3 separate regions of the Sus scrofa genome follow, and regions 2 and 3 are each linked to region 1. Evidence: chromatin contacts called from public Hi-C data. All regions are on one chromosome and are shown on one strand. Each heading gives the region's core, a stretch centred on a gene start, on an enhancer-like site or on the middle of the called end of the contact. The rest is flanking DNA. Distances are from core to core; before and after follow the strand shown.

The links. A called contact is a pair of places that touch in the nucleus more often than the background predicts.
Region 2: a Hi-C map of embryonic fibroblasts shows a contact between it and region 1, with 2.4 times the contacts expected there. The contact joins two enhancer-like sites. A contact is called at or near these places in 2 of 47 Hi-C or Micro-C datasets (embryonic fibroblasts and heart right ventricle).
Region 3: a Hi-C map of embryonic fibroblasts shows a contact between it and region 1, with 3 times the contacts expected there. The contact joins two enhancer-like sites. A contact is called at or near these places in 2 of 47 Hi-C or Micro-C datasets (embryonic fibroblasts and fibroblasts).

Annotation. Positions count from the first base shown.
Region 1 is chr17:19,869,725-19,874,016 of Sscrofa11.1, reverse strand. The region is part of intron 1 of LOC106506610 (a long non-coding RNA gene); the gene reads right to left. Among named protein-coding and RNA genes, the nearest start is that of JAG1, 240 kb to the right of the region's middle. Within about 2 kb of position 2,381, at least 8 of the 83 cell types and tissues checked have an H3K27ac peak or open chromatin away from gene starts, as enhancers often do. A contact at or near this core is called in embryonic fibroblasts, where this site is marked.
Region 2 is chr17:19,402,606-19,406,897 of Sscrofa11.1, reverse strand. The region is part of intron 2 of SLX4IP (protein SLX4IP); the gene reads right to left. Among named protein-coding and RNA genes, the nearest start is that of SLX4IP, 41 kb to the right of the region's middle. Within about 2 kb of position 1,962, at least 24 of the 83 cell types and tissues checked have an H3K27ac peak or open chromatin away from gene starts, as enhancers often do. A contact at or near this core is called in embryonic fibroblasts, where this site is marked.
Region 3 is chr17:19,483,574-19,487,865 of Sscrofa11.1, reverse strand. All of the region lies in intron 2 of SLX4IP (protein SLX4IP), which reads right to left. Among named protein-coding and RNA genes, the nearest start is that of SLX4IP, 120 kb to the right of the region's middle. Within about 2 kb of position 1,800, at least 6 of the 83 cell types and tissues checked have an H3K27ac peak or open chromatin away from gene starts, as enhancers often do. A contact at or near this core is called in embryonic fibroblasts, where this site is marked.

The DNA.
Region 1 (4,292 bases), core at 1,132-3,631:
CTAGAATCAGAACCGTCTGTCTTAAGCTCACACTGTGATTACTATGTTCTTTTACGTAAGGCGGAGACATGTCTACACTCAAGGATCACATGTGAACCACATTCCAACCTAGGAAAGTCAGCCGGGCTTATTGTGCCCACATTCAAAGGGGGAAAGTAAGGCCAGGCCAGGCAGATAAGAGAAGGCAATAAAGATGGCAGATGTGGGAGTTCCCACCATGGTGCAGTGGAAATGAATCCAACTAGGAACGATGAGGTTGTGGGTTCAATCCCTAGCCTCGCTCAGTGGGTTAGGAGAGGGTTGAAAATTTCAGTCCCCCTCCCCCCAATATGGCTACTGCACGCCCTGGCCTCAAGAAAGGGAGAGGGTCTAGAGGATGAATCAGTTGCCAATGGCCAGTGACTATCAATCAGGGCTAAGTAATGATGCCTCCATAAAACCCCAAAGGCAGGGCTTCCATGTTGAACAGTGGAGACTGCGGGGAGGGGTGCACCTGGAGGTTAACTCCTCCCCCTTTCTCCACACCTTACCCAATGTATTTCTTCCATCTAGCTGTTCTAGGTTATATCCTGTCATCACAAACTGGGGATCCATGTTTCTCTGCGTTCTGTCAGCCACGCTACCAAGTTAACCAAACAAAAGGAGGGTCATTGAAGCCTCCATCTGCAGAAGGTGGGTGGGAAGCACAGGGAATGACCTGGACTTGTGATTGGCATCTGAAGTGGAGGGGGAGGGGGGGTCTTGCAGGACTGAGTCCTTCACCTGTGGGATCTGATGCTGTCTCCAAGTAGGTAGTGTCAGAATTAAGTCATAGCACACCCAAATATGTTGGTTCAGGATCCCCCCCATCACCTGCAATACATACACATTCAAAAGTTGGATTTAATGATCAGAACCTCCAGCCACTCACAAAGCCCAGTGATACCAGACTTTTGGTTTTTTGTCATGACAAGTCAGAAGTCTAGATTCTTTTACATCCAGGTGTGTACATGTTGGCAATAAATTTAATTTTTAAAAGTACTTCACAGGCCACTGCTGCTTGCCTGTAGCTTGAGCAAAACCAAAGTGGTCTTTGGATGGCCAGTGTGCAACCTCTGAGCAAAGGAATCGCTGAGATTCCAACACAGGTGTGATGGGACGGCTTTGAATTTGTGTCTCTAAAAGCTTCCAGGTGATGCTGGCCTGTGGGTCACACCTGGAGTAGCACTGCTTTATACCCTACTGCATTATGCTTTCCTCCACCCTAGGGAGTCACTCCATAAGGTCCAATGTTTCTGAGTCTTGGTTGGAAGAGCCTATACTTTTTCTCTTCTCCTTTCATTGAGCATCCTACCTGCCTCCTGACCCTGCTCCTACCCTTTTCTGGTCCTCAGTACTTTTTAGGAGAACAAATTGGATTCTCAGGTTGGCCATGGATGCCCTTTTCCTGCTGTTCTCTCCAAATGAAATGAAATGAAACACACTATGATATAGAAAGGCAGAAAGAACTTCAAACAGGCTGGCTCATTATTTCCCTCCACAAACTAGGGAAGGGCACAAACAAATAAACACAATATTGCTGAGGGGAAGCCAATGTGAGCTGGGCTTGGTTTTCGCCAAGCAGTGACCTCCTCCAGTGAATTAAATGCCCAGAGCCTCAGTCTCATCTGGTCCTGATTTTCAATCGGCAGTAAACTGATATGTTTTTTTTTTTTTCACTTTCATTATAGCTTGTTTTCATCTAGTTTATATTTCCAAATGTACTGGTTTTCAAGCCTGAACTGTCATATTTTAAAAAAAAAATACAACTTCAAAAAATGTAGGCGAGCCGACCCAATGGCACCAGGGAGGGGGCCAGCCCTCAGCTTGTGGGAACTCCTTGGAGATTTTCTTTTCTCTGAGCTAATCCCAATGGGGTTCACCACGTTGGTGGGTGGATGGAACGTGAGCACGAAGGGGTCCACACTGCCTGTCTTACCTCTCTGTTGGGATGGCATGCTGAGCAGAGAGAAAAGAGAAGGAAGAAATCCCTAGTGGTTTCCACACACTCTGTACTCTGACACTTTCTAGCAAAGGCACGGGGAAACTTTGAGAGTGTGGGAGGCTGGGCAAAGGGGTCACCCATCTTACAGCAGGGATTTGTAAACTTGCCCAGAGAAGGAGAAAAGGTCTGACTCTTCCAACCAGTGAGAAGGGAGGCCCATGTTTTGGGCACAGAAAGAAACAGGCAAAACCCTTCCCTCTGACTAAGTCGCAAAAGAATTAATCAGCAAATGGAATGAACACAGTTGGGAATGAGCTGTTAACATTCCCAGCAGCCATCCGAGGTACATGGACAACACACCCTTCTGCAGGACGAAAGCCATCCAGGGTGACACTCCCGGATGCCTGCCAGGCTTCCAGCTGCACAGCTCTGGGCAGATCTGAGCTCATTCCCTTGGCAGGTGCCTCCCTCCTCTGAGCTCCCTGAAGCTGGGTCAAGGCATTCTTTTTGCCCCATGGCAGGAGGCGTGACATTGGCCATGGAGGGAGTGTGGTCAACAGACTTGCGGGCTCTCCAGGGGAGAGCTCTACACCTCAAGAGACTCAGGCCACCTTAAAGTCTAGAAGATGTGGTGATGAGTTGAAGATTCTTCACAAGGCAGCCTCCATTTTCCATAGCCCCTATGCAGGGTTCAAACAGAAGCCTTCTCCTTTACAGGAATGATTCAGAATATGCACTCAAACATGCTTTCCCTTCAAGTTCAACTTTCAATGCAGCATTGCAAAAAAAAAAAAAAAAAAAAAAAATTGAAGTGTTGGCCCTCATGGTCTTTCTCTGATGTTTCGTTTCTTCTTCTCTCCATCTCTTCTGCCAAAGTTCTTGTCATCCCTGGGTGGCAGCCCTCTCCCTTCCAAGGATGTTTCAAATCTTTGCTCTCTAGTCTCTTCATAAAGCTTCTGTTTCCAACTGGTGTTAAGTTTAGGAAATTAAAGAAAATGTTTCCCCAGTTTGCATATTTTAGTAAATGCCTTTTGGTAGCCTGGCCATTCTCACTTCTATTTTCTCCATTTTCACACACACACACACACACCTCCTCACCATTACTTTTCCTCTATCCCTTCTACTCTTGAACTTCAGAAACCCAGGACAATATACACCACACAGTAGTAAAATGGATTACATGTTCAGGATTTGCCAGGTACTGTGTTTTAGAGGAATTATCTCACCCATTCCTCAAATAACTCTGTAAGAAATCATGCCATGCTCATTTGGGGATTCAGAGAGGTTAAGCAATTAGGCTGAAATTGAACAGTGAATTGATGATGCAACCAGGATTTCAATCCAGCATTCAGACTCCAGGGAGCCCTCCTTAAATTCATGTTATGCTAACTCCTCCTCCTCCTCACAAGTTCAGGAAAGGATCTGATAAACTTTCCTCCAGAGCTGAGGATAAGATACCCAAGCCTACATTTTGGCTAAAGTACTTGGCATCTGAGAACAGAACTCTGCCACACAGGGGAAACTCTGTTCTACCAGGAATTAAGACATCATGTCTGGTACCAGCAGTCATTCTTAACTTTAGCTGCACTGGGATCTGGAGCTTTTAGAATCCTGATACCCAAGCCGCACTCTCATCTGATTACATAGGAATACCTGGAGAGCAGAAGTGAGGCATCTCTATTTTTTAAATCTCCGCTGGCGATTCTAACACGCTGTCAAGATTGAGAATCGCATACAGATGGCCAACAAACACATGAAAAAATGCTCAACATCGCTGATTATAAGAGAAATGCAAATCAAAACTACCATGAGATACCACCTCACACCAGTCAGAATGGCCATCATTAATAAATCCACAAATAACAAGTGCTGGAGGGGCTGTGGAGAAAAGGGAACCCTCCTGCACTGCTGGTGGGAATGTCAACTGGTACAGCCACTATGGAGAACAGTTTGGAGATACCTTAGAAATCTATACATAGAACTTCCATATGACCCTGCAATACCACTCTTGGGCATCTATCCGGACAAAGCTCTACTTAAAAGAGACACATGCACCCGCATGTTCATTGCAGCCCTATTCACAATAGCCAGGACATGGAAACAACCCAAATGTCCATCGACAGATGATTGGATTCGGAAGATGTGGTATATATACACAATGGAATACTACTCAGCCATAAAAAAGGATGACATAATGCCATTTGCAGCAACATGGATGCAACTAGAGAATCTCATACTGAGTGAAATGAGCCAGAAAGACAAAGACAAATACCATATGATATCACTTATAACTGGAATCTAATATCCAGCACAAATGAACACCTCCTCA
Region 2 (4,292 bases), core at 713-3,212, 470 kb after region 1:
ATGCAGCAAAGCTGGATCCTTAATCCACTGAGCAAGGCCAGGGATGGAACCCACATCCTCATGGACACTAAATGTCAGGTTCTTAACCTGCTCAGCCACAATGGGAACGCCTGCTGCTTAAATCCTGACGCATTAATTTCTCATGACAAAGCTCCAAGGATAGGGACAGGCAATTATCACCCTTGTCTGTGTCTCTGGGGCCCACCCCAGGGTCTTGACTGTCAGGGATAAATGAAGATTTACTAACTGACATGTGAAAAGAATTAGACTAGTCTTCACTCCAAAGAATTACGAGACTAAGAACAAATAAGACACCCAGGTCAAGTCCCTCTAATACTATACAGAATGTCACTGTGAAATAATTACCGAGGGCCCATGACATGCATAAAGTGTTCTTTTCCCAAACACTCTGACAGCACTGTCTTTTATTATTACTCCGATACCCACAAGAAACTCCCTCAAACAGGGGAATAACAGCACTATCCCACAGTTGAAGAAATGGGCGCTCAGGAAGGTAACACAAGCACAAGTGAAGCCCAGTCACAGGTGAAGCCACAATGGGAAAGCAGGAAGCTTTATTAAAAGCCTGATGCTCATTTGACCTTCTAGAACCCTTTCCTCAAAAACCTGAGGATCTATGATGAAAGAACCTAGAGTAACAGGAATAGAACATACAGAACCACAGAAACTTAGGATGAGACATGATGATCTCAGTATGATCCAGAATATATGGTGAATTTTTTCAGGTCATGAGAACTGGGGCACTAGACCTGTCACACGCCTTGCCAGCATCAATATGACACTACGTCTCTGTGAAACAAACAGCATGACATTCTTTCTCACCTCAGATCACCCTTGCAAAATATAGAGGGAACACTTCCAAACTCCTACAAAGCCAGCATTACCTTGATAACAAAACTGCTGGGCAGGGTCACTAAAAAACTCATTTGTGGAGTTCCCACTGTCGAACAGTGGGTTAAGGATTCAGCATAGTCGCAGCTGTGGCATAGGCTGCAGAGGCAGCTCGGATTCAATCCCTGGCCTGGGAATTTCCATATGCTGGGGGTGCAGCCAAAAAACCCCCCTGCAAAAAAAAGTCTTATTCATTACTTGATGTCTGTAATGGTCCTAAAATCAGAATGATATTGTCACATGCTACTCACATGTGACACAAAGTGACACGTGCAATGGCCTGGTTTCCTATATTACGTAATCACGGGTACTCCAAGAGGCTCTTCTCAGAGAAGCATGGAAAAGGATAAGACTAAGTGCACACTGTGCATCTTTACATCATGTCACTAACGGCTGGATGGTTGTACATATGCAATGACTCTTCCGGGAAATGTCATTTCCATGCCCCCCACTCCAGAGTTCTGAGACACAAGGACACTCTGTCAGTCCCACCCCATCTCCCACTTCCTCTGTCCTGCATCCCCAAAACTCACAGCAACATTAACAACAAGAAAAGGCGAGCAGGAAGAGCAGTTAAACGGAATGACACAGTGACTTCAAGGACTCTGCCCCACTGGAAATCCTCCAGTCTTTACTGCCAAGACCAGGGCTGAGCTGGGGTCCCAAAGCCTTCCAAGGGCCACAGGGATCCTCCCTCTCAGCCCTCACTGCTGCCTCAGGGATGCATGTTGTTGGCGGGGGCGGGGGCGGGGGGGTGGGGGAAAGAGCACACCAAAGGCAGTCTTGTGTCACCGAACGCTTTCTCCAAGGCCACTGTGGATTGTCTGGGTGGTTCTGTTTTCTACTGCTGTGGTGTTTCTTGGTGAGGAGAACTGTGAGAAGAGATGAAAAACATCCACAGGCCTAACAGGCGAAGTGTGAGGCCATCTACTCCCAGGCAAACAAAGGCGGGGCAAACAAACGCGGGCATGCAGGATGTCACGCTAACTCAGGAAGGAGCCAGCGATTTTAGAAGACCTTAGCTGCTGCACTTCTTGGATCATGATGTCTGCCCAGTTACTTTACAAAACGCAGAACAAGGATGCCCTCTACAGCCCTCACCAAGAATCCAGGGAACTTAGTGAGTTCTTGTGTCCCAGAGATCCTGAATCTACTTTCCAACTCAGAATTATTTTTACGCTAGCATAAGTTAATAACATACATATATGCTTTGTATGGATGTTGAAAAAAAATTAAAGTCTCATGGTCTGACACTAATTAAAATAAGATATAGCAGGAGTTACTGTTGCGGCTCAGTGGTAATGAACCCCACTAGTATCCATGAGAATGAGGGTTTGATTCCTGGCCTCACTCAGTGGGTTAAGGGTCCCACATCGCCATGAGCTGTGGTGGAGATCGCAGATGAGGCTCAGATCTGGTATTGCTGTGGCTGTGGTGTACACTGGTGGCTGCAGCTTCAGGTGGACCCCTAGCCTGGGAACTTCCATACACCTTGGGTGTGGCCCTAAAAAGACAAAAAAAAAAAAAAAAAGATATAATGATGTCCAAAGAATTATATCATCATTATACCAAAATAATTTACTTTCCTGAAGGCCATATAGAAGCAAAGTCTATACATTGCCATTTTGGCTATTGAAAAGGCTATTTTCAAAAGAATTACTTAAAATATTTTCCCCTGTGATCTCCTAACAGGGGCAACAAGTTGAGATCAAACGTTTTTAAGAAACATACCACAAGTTGAAGATTACAATATCCCTTTCTGGGACTGAAAAAAGGCCCGTAAGAAATAACTCTAAGTTTGAATGATTTCCCTGCTGCCCACGAGCCACGAGGAAAGAAACCTCTCATCTTTGTAATAGGGCAAGTGAAGGATCCTAGGTGCCTTGGAGATGCTCCAGGTTACTCCAGGCAAATACAAAAGAAGCAGAGCACAGGTCCTGCTTCTTGGAAATGTGACTGGGAAGAGTGATGGTATAAAAGCATGGATGGCTATAGACATGAACAATGGAGAATACACATAATACATGGCAACAGAAGCTGCATATCGCAGTCAAAGGAACAATGAGAGGGTCAGCAATGCAGGAAAAGTTTAGCTTCTGTGTGAAAAGAAAAGTGACCTTTGGTCAAGCCTGGGGAAAGCTGAAGGGAAGAAAAGGTGAGAGAGAACAAATAGGAAGAGAGAAAGACCCCAGGCCATCTCACTGTGGGAAAAGCAAATGCATCAGTTTCATAGCAGTAGGTGGGCCAGGGTCCTAAGTTTCAAGATGAAAACATGGGTCACACTTAAAGGGGATGTGGAGAACAGTTTTCGGGGTGCCTTAAATTTGGCTGGAGAGTTTAGAGTAGATCTGAAGAAACAAAAATTCTGATCAGATAAGAAGGAAGTGACATGATCAAAATGATGTTAAGGAGTTCCTGTCGTGGTTCAGCAGAAACCAATCTGACTAGTATCTATGAAGATGCAGGTTTGATCCCTGGCCTCGCTCTGTGGGTGAAGGATCCGGCGCTGCCGTGAGCTATGGTGTAGGTCAAAGATGTGGCTCAGATTCCATGTTGCTGTTGCTGTGGCTGTGACGAAGGCTGGCAGCTGAAACTCCAATGTGACCCCTAGCCTGGGAACCCCCATATGCCTCGAGTGCAGCCCTAAAAAGACAAAAGAAAGCAAAAAGAAAATGATGTTAAGAAAAGCATCATCCTGGCACTTGTATAGACACACTGGAATGCCAGGACAAGAAAGCCATAAAGGTCATCCACAGAGTCGTGCAGAAATATAAACAACAAGGATAATAAAGGCTGATATTTATTTATTTACTTATTTATTTATTTTTGTCTTTTGAGGGCCGCACCCACAGGATATGGAGGTTCCCAGGCTAGGGGTCGAATCAGAGCTGTAGCCACCAGCCTACGCCACAGCAACACAGGATCGGAGCCACGTCTGCAACTAACACCACAGCTCACGGTAATGCCAGATCTTTAACCCACTGAGCGAGGCCAGGGATTGAACCTGCAACCTCATGGTTCCTAGTCAGGTTTGTTAACCACTGACCCACAACAGGAATGCCATAAAGGCTGAATTTATAAGAAAAGGAAAGAGAAGATTCGAGTCCACTGAGGATGGATGCATTATACAGATGACTGTGAACGAAGGATAGGGACAGCATCACGGGCAAGCCCAGGACGTGTGAGGGTAATGTCAGGGACATTCAAAGCAAAAACCGCTTTAGAAGAAAATGTGATAAACTGAATTTTTTTTTTTTCATTGCTGTACTGCAGCATATGGAAGTTCCGGAGCTAGAGGTCAAACCACAGCTGCAGCTGCCGGCCTACGCCACAGCCACAGCAGCAATGGAGCCGAGCTGCATCTGAGACCCAGGTCGCAG
Region 3 (4,292 bases), core at 551-3,050, 390 kb after region 1:
AGGACAAGTGCAACCCCCTGGCTGATTACATGAATTCAGACCCACTAGAGGGAAGCTATATAGGGCTTCCTGGGTTGCAAATGAATGACTTGTCCTTTGAGCTCAAGTTTTTCTGGTTGAAAGGGATGCAGGGGAGGGTGCACTTCGTCTCAAGTGGAAAGGAATCAGGAGGGAAGGGGGGTTTCTTTCTCCCATTGGGCATCTGCTGCGGGATGTTTGACTACGGGTCCAGGATGGATGCCTTTCCAGTCCCTTGCTTGTTTTTCTTAACAGATTTATTGCTATGGGTGGGAAAAGGGGAAAAGGTTCTATGTGGCCGAGGGGTGAGTCACAAACGGATGCAAAAAAAAAAAAACATGGCAGGAAAGCAGAGCTAATGGGCTTGATGACAGCTCCTACAAGGGGAAAAAAAATTGGGTCGGGGGTCGATATCTTTCAGTAAATTGTCTCTGGTCTTCTGCTTGGCAAGAGTTCTGGGGGTTTTGCCTGGAATGCTCTCACAGTGGCTCACAGTCTCCTCAGAGAAGATGTGAGAAGGGAGGCAAAGTGCTTTTGGGAATGACGCAAAGGCCAACAAAATGTTATGATGAAGCAACACTTAAGCTGAACGTTTGCCTCTGGAACCTTTAAGCCATATTTGAGGCTAAATCACAGCCTCTAAAACCCATCACTGCATGACAAGTACAGTTAGGAACAGGCCCTCAGTCACTCGCTTTGGAAGAGAAGAACTGACTTCATTTCTTTAGACAAGAAGCGTGATGATTTTCCAAAAGTTATCCTTTTAATGCAACTCTCAGGCCACTAATGCCTGTGCCATATACAGAGCACGTGGGCAGAGAGAATCAGGGTGATGATGAGGGGATAGGACAGACCCGGTGTGGCCCCTCTCTGCACCTTAGAGCCCCAGGCCCTGGATTTAAGTCCCCACAGTGCAAAATGGGGACAATAACAGAAGACATTTTATGGCATTGTTTTGAGGATTAAACGAGAGAATTCAGGCCCAGGACCTTAGCACAGTGCCAGCATCTCAAGGGCTCAAGAAAGAAACCAGGGTTGTTTTGTTTTCCACCAAAGGCAGAACTTGCCTCAAATTCCAGGACATTCAGGAATTCCTGCTATGGCTCAGCAGTTAATGAACCCAACTAGTATCCACGAGGATGCAGGTTCGATCACTGGCATCGCTCAGTGGGTTAAGGATCCGGTGTTGGTGTGAGCTGTGGTGTAGGTCGCAGACATGGCTTGGATCTGACATTGTTGTGGCTGTGGTGCAGGCCAGTGCCTACAACTCCTATTTGACCCCTAGTCTGGGAACCTCCAACTGTCGCAGGTGTGGCCCTAAAAAGACAAATGACAAAAACAAACGAACAAACAAAACAAAACAACCCCAGGGCATTTAAAATGAACTCTGAATTGTCAGTTCCATGAGACTCACAAGGAGATAGGGTGCAGGTTTCCACCTATGCCTACTAAGAGCCAATAAATGTCTCATAATTCTTTCACACCATTTTACTCTGACCACACACTGCTTCTCAGAATCACACTGCTTCTCTGGCTTGTAATCACTTCAGATTACAAGCCAGAGAACTCTCACATATTTCTGCAACACGAAATGAAACGATAATCCAACAGAAATTACCCTGTTACTTGTCTATAGGGAATTTGTCTTGAGAGGGTCCTAAGTGGCTAGAAAACCAAGCCATGTTCACAATGGAGCAATATTTTGGCCAGTCTGCAGTGTGTTCAGGACCAAGTATGGCCAACCAGTTAGTAATCTAAAAATGGAGCCTGGTGAATGCCAGGGCTGTTAGTCTCCACAAATTCTGCTCATAATTTGATCCAGCATGTGTCATCAAGAAGCCTCGGAATGTGGTTTGAATTCAAACTCTACACACTAATGAGTTAAAAAAATCTTTTATATTCTCAAAGAATCCTGACATTCCTCAATGTCCAGAAGAACAAAAGAGAAGCAGTACAACCTATGAGTTAAAGAAATTCATGACAAATTACAAATGAATCAAACTAAAATAAAAACAAAAATCCTGTAAATATTCCCCCTAGTGATGAATGCTTAGAATGTGTGGATTGTTCTAAAGGGTGGTCAGCCCTAGGGGAGATTTCCTGAAAGAGGAAGGGAGATAAAAGACAAGGGCATAATTTTCCTACCTCTTCTCAGGGGAGGGGAACCAAAGAGCCTCTGATGAGTGCTTTGGGGATTCTGGATGACTTAGAGGAATTCTGTTCATTTGGTTAATGGAAAGTAATTGAAGGAATCCCCACACCAATATTTTTTCCTTTGGAATCCTCTCTTCTATTTTCGAATATAACAAAGGACTTCCCAGTAAAGCTGTGACAGGCACCCTCTTCCAGTGGTCATTTACTTTTTTCTGAAGTGCTAATATTGTATAAGTGCTGCTGATAATGGGGGCTGCATCTGCGCTTCGAAACTGGGTAAGGGTTGTGTTTTCCACACCAACTTTGATGGGTCAAAGACAAGGCTACCTGTAACCTTTTCAAGAAGGCAAAGAGAGTCTAAGCATATGGGTGCAACCAAAACATCACCTCAGAGTGAGGACTTCCTGAGACCTATCACACATGACGAGTTTCCACTTCAGCAGGGCTCAGGGTTACCAGAGTCTCAGAGAGGCTCAATCAAGTCAAGTGCCAGCCCCGTCTCTGCCCTTGGCCATGATTTTCATCCTAGTTCCGCCAGTTCAGGAAAGCGCTCTCTACCTACAACCTTAAGGATATTTGCCCACTAGACCCTGGAGATCCAGCAGTCAAAGGACCAGCATCCTCAGTGTCTCTTGGAGTTTATCTGACCTGCAAATTCAGACCTACCTCGTCAGAAATGTTAGGAGTGTGGTCCAGTATCCTGTGTTTTAATAAGCCCTCCAGATGATTCTGGTGCAGGTTCAAGTTGAAGAACCACTGCTGTAGGCTACTATATCTCTTCGAGAACTACTCCCAGTATTCTCTGTACAATACGGGACATTTTTTGGAGGTTACATTAGAAAGGAAGGGGAAAAAAGTATCTGATTAGGTTTTGCAAGGTAACATGATAGAAGGTGACAGCCCACTAGACTATATTACAATTCTAAAAGCCACAAGGAAACTACGTCTCAGTTTTATCATGATGATAAGAAAATAATTCCCGTAGAGTTGCAACCAAATCAAATTATGATTTTCTTTAAAAAGAAAAACCAAAAACCCTCCAAAGGTAAATGTGACGTGCAGCCAGGGTTAAGAGCCACAGATGTAATATTGCTTCCCTGAGCATCTTTTAAAAATCCCCTTTGGAGTTCCCATAGTGGCACAGCGGTTACCAATCCTGACTAGGATCCATGAGGATGCAGGTTTGATCCCTGGCCTTGCTCAGTGGGTTAAGGATCTGGGGTTACCATGAGCTATGCTGTAGGTTGCAGAAATGTCTCAGATCCCAAGTTGCTGTGGCTGTGGTGTAAGCCGGCAGCTGTAGCTCTGATTGACTGGGAACTTCCATATGCTGTGTGTGCAGCCCTAAAAAGCAAAAAAGAAAAATCCCCTCTGGATTTGGATGATGGTGACGGAAATCCAAAGGGTAAAGGAAATCTACCTGTAGAGCCTTAGGAAGAAATGGAAAGGAAGTTGTAAGCCCACATGGAGAGGGAAGTCACGTGGCTGTGCTCAAGTCCTTTCAATGAGTTCAGATTTCTGGTGGGGCACCCTGTCCCTAAGCATAAAGAAGATGGGCACAGGGCTTAGCCACTGGGGTGAACGAGGAGTGCTGGAGTTCCACTGTGATCCTTGAGAGAGGCAAACAATGGTGCACTTTGACAAAAGGGGAGAAAGATTTTTGTAACAGTAAACAATCCTTAAACAGATTATTAGAGGGGATCCAGAAGAAAACTCAAATTATGAAAAATGAATCTCATTTTCTTCTTGGCCAAGGTTCCTAGACTGTGACACCTGGTAAACCTGACAAAGAAGGCATGAACCTCAGCCAGGAATCAAGCAGAGTTTCCCATGACCTCCTTCGGTCCGAACCACTGCACCAAAGCAGCTTTTGCCAAGGTTATCAATAACCTTCATGTAGCCAACCCAATGAACAGTTCTTGGTCCTAAAGTTACCTGATCTCTCAAGGTCATCCTAACAAAGTAAGTGGTTCATTCCCTCATCCTTGAAACCCTCACTTCTGGGCCACCATGCTTTCTGGTTCTCCTCCCTCCTCGGTGGCCGCTTTTCCTCAGTTTCCTTTGCAGGCTCGTCTCCCTTGTGCCAATATCTAAGTAGGGCTCAATCTTTTGACTTCTTT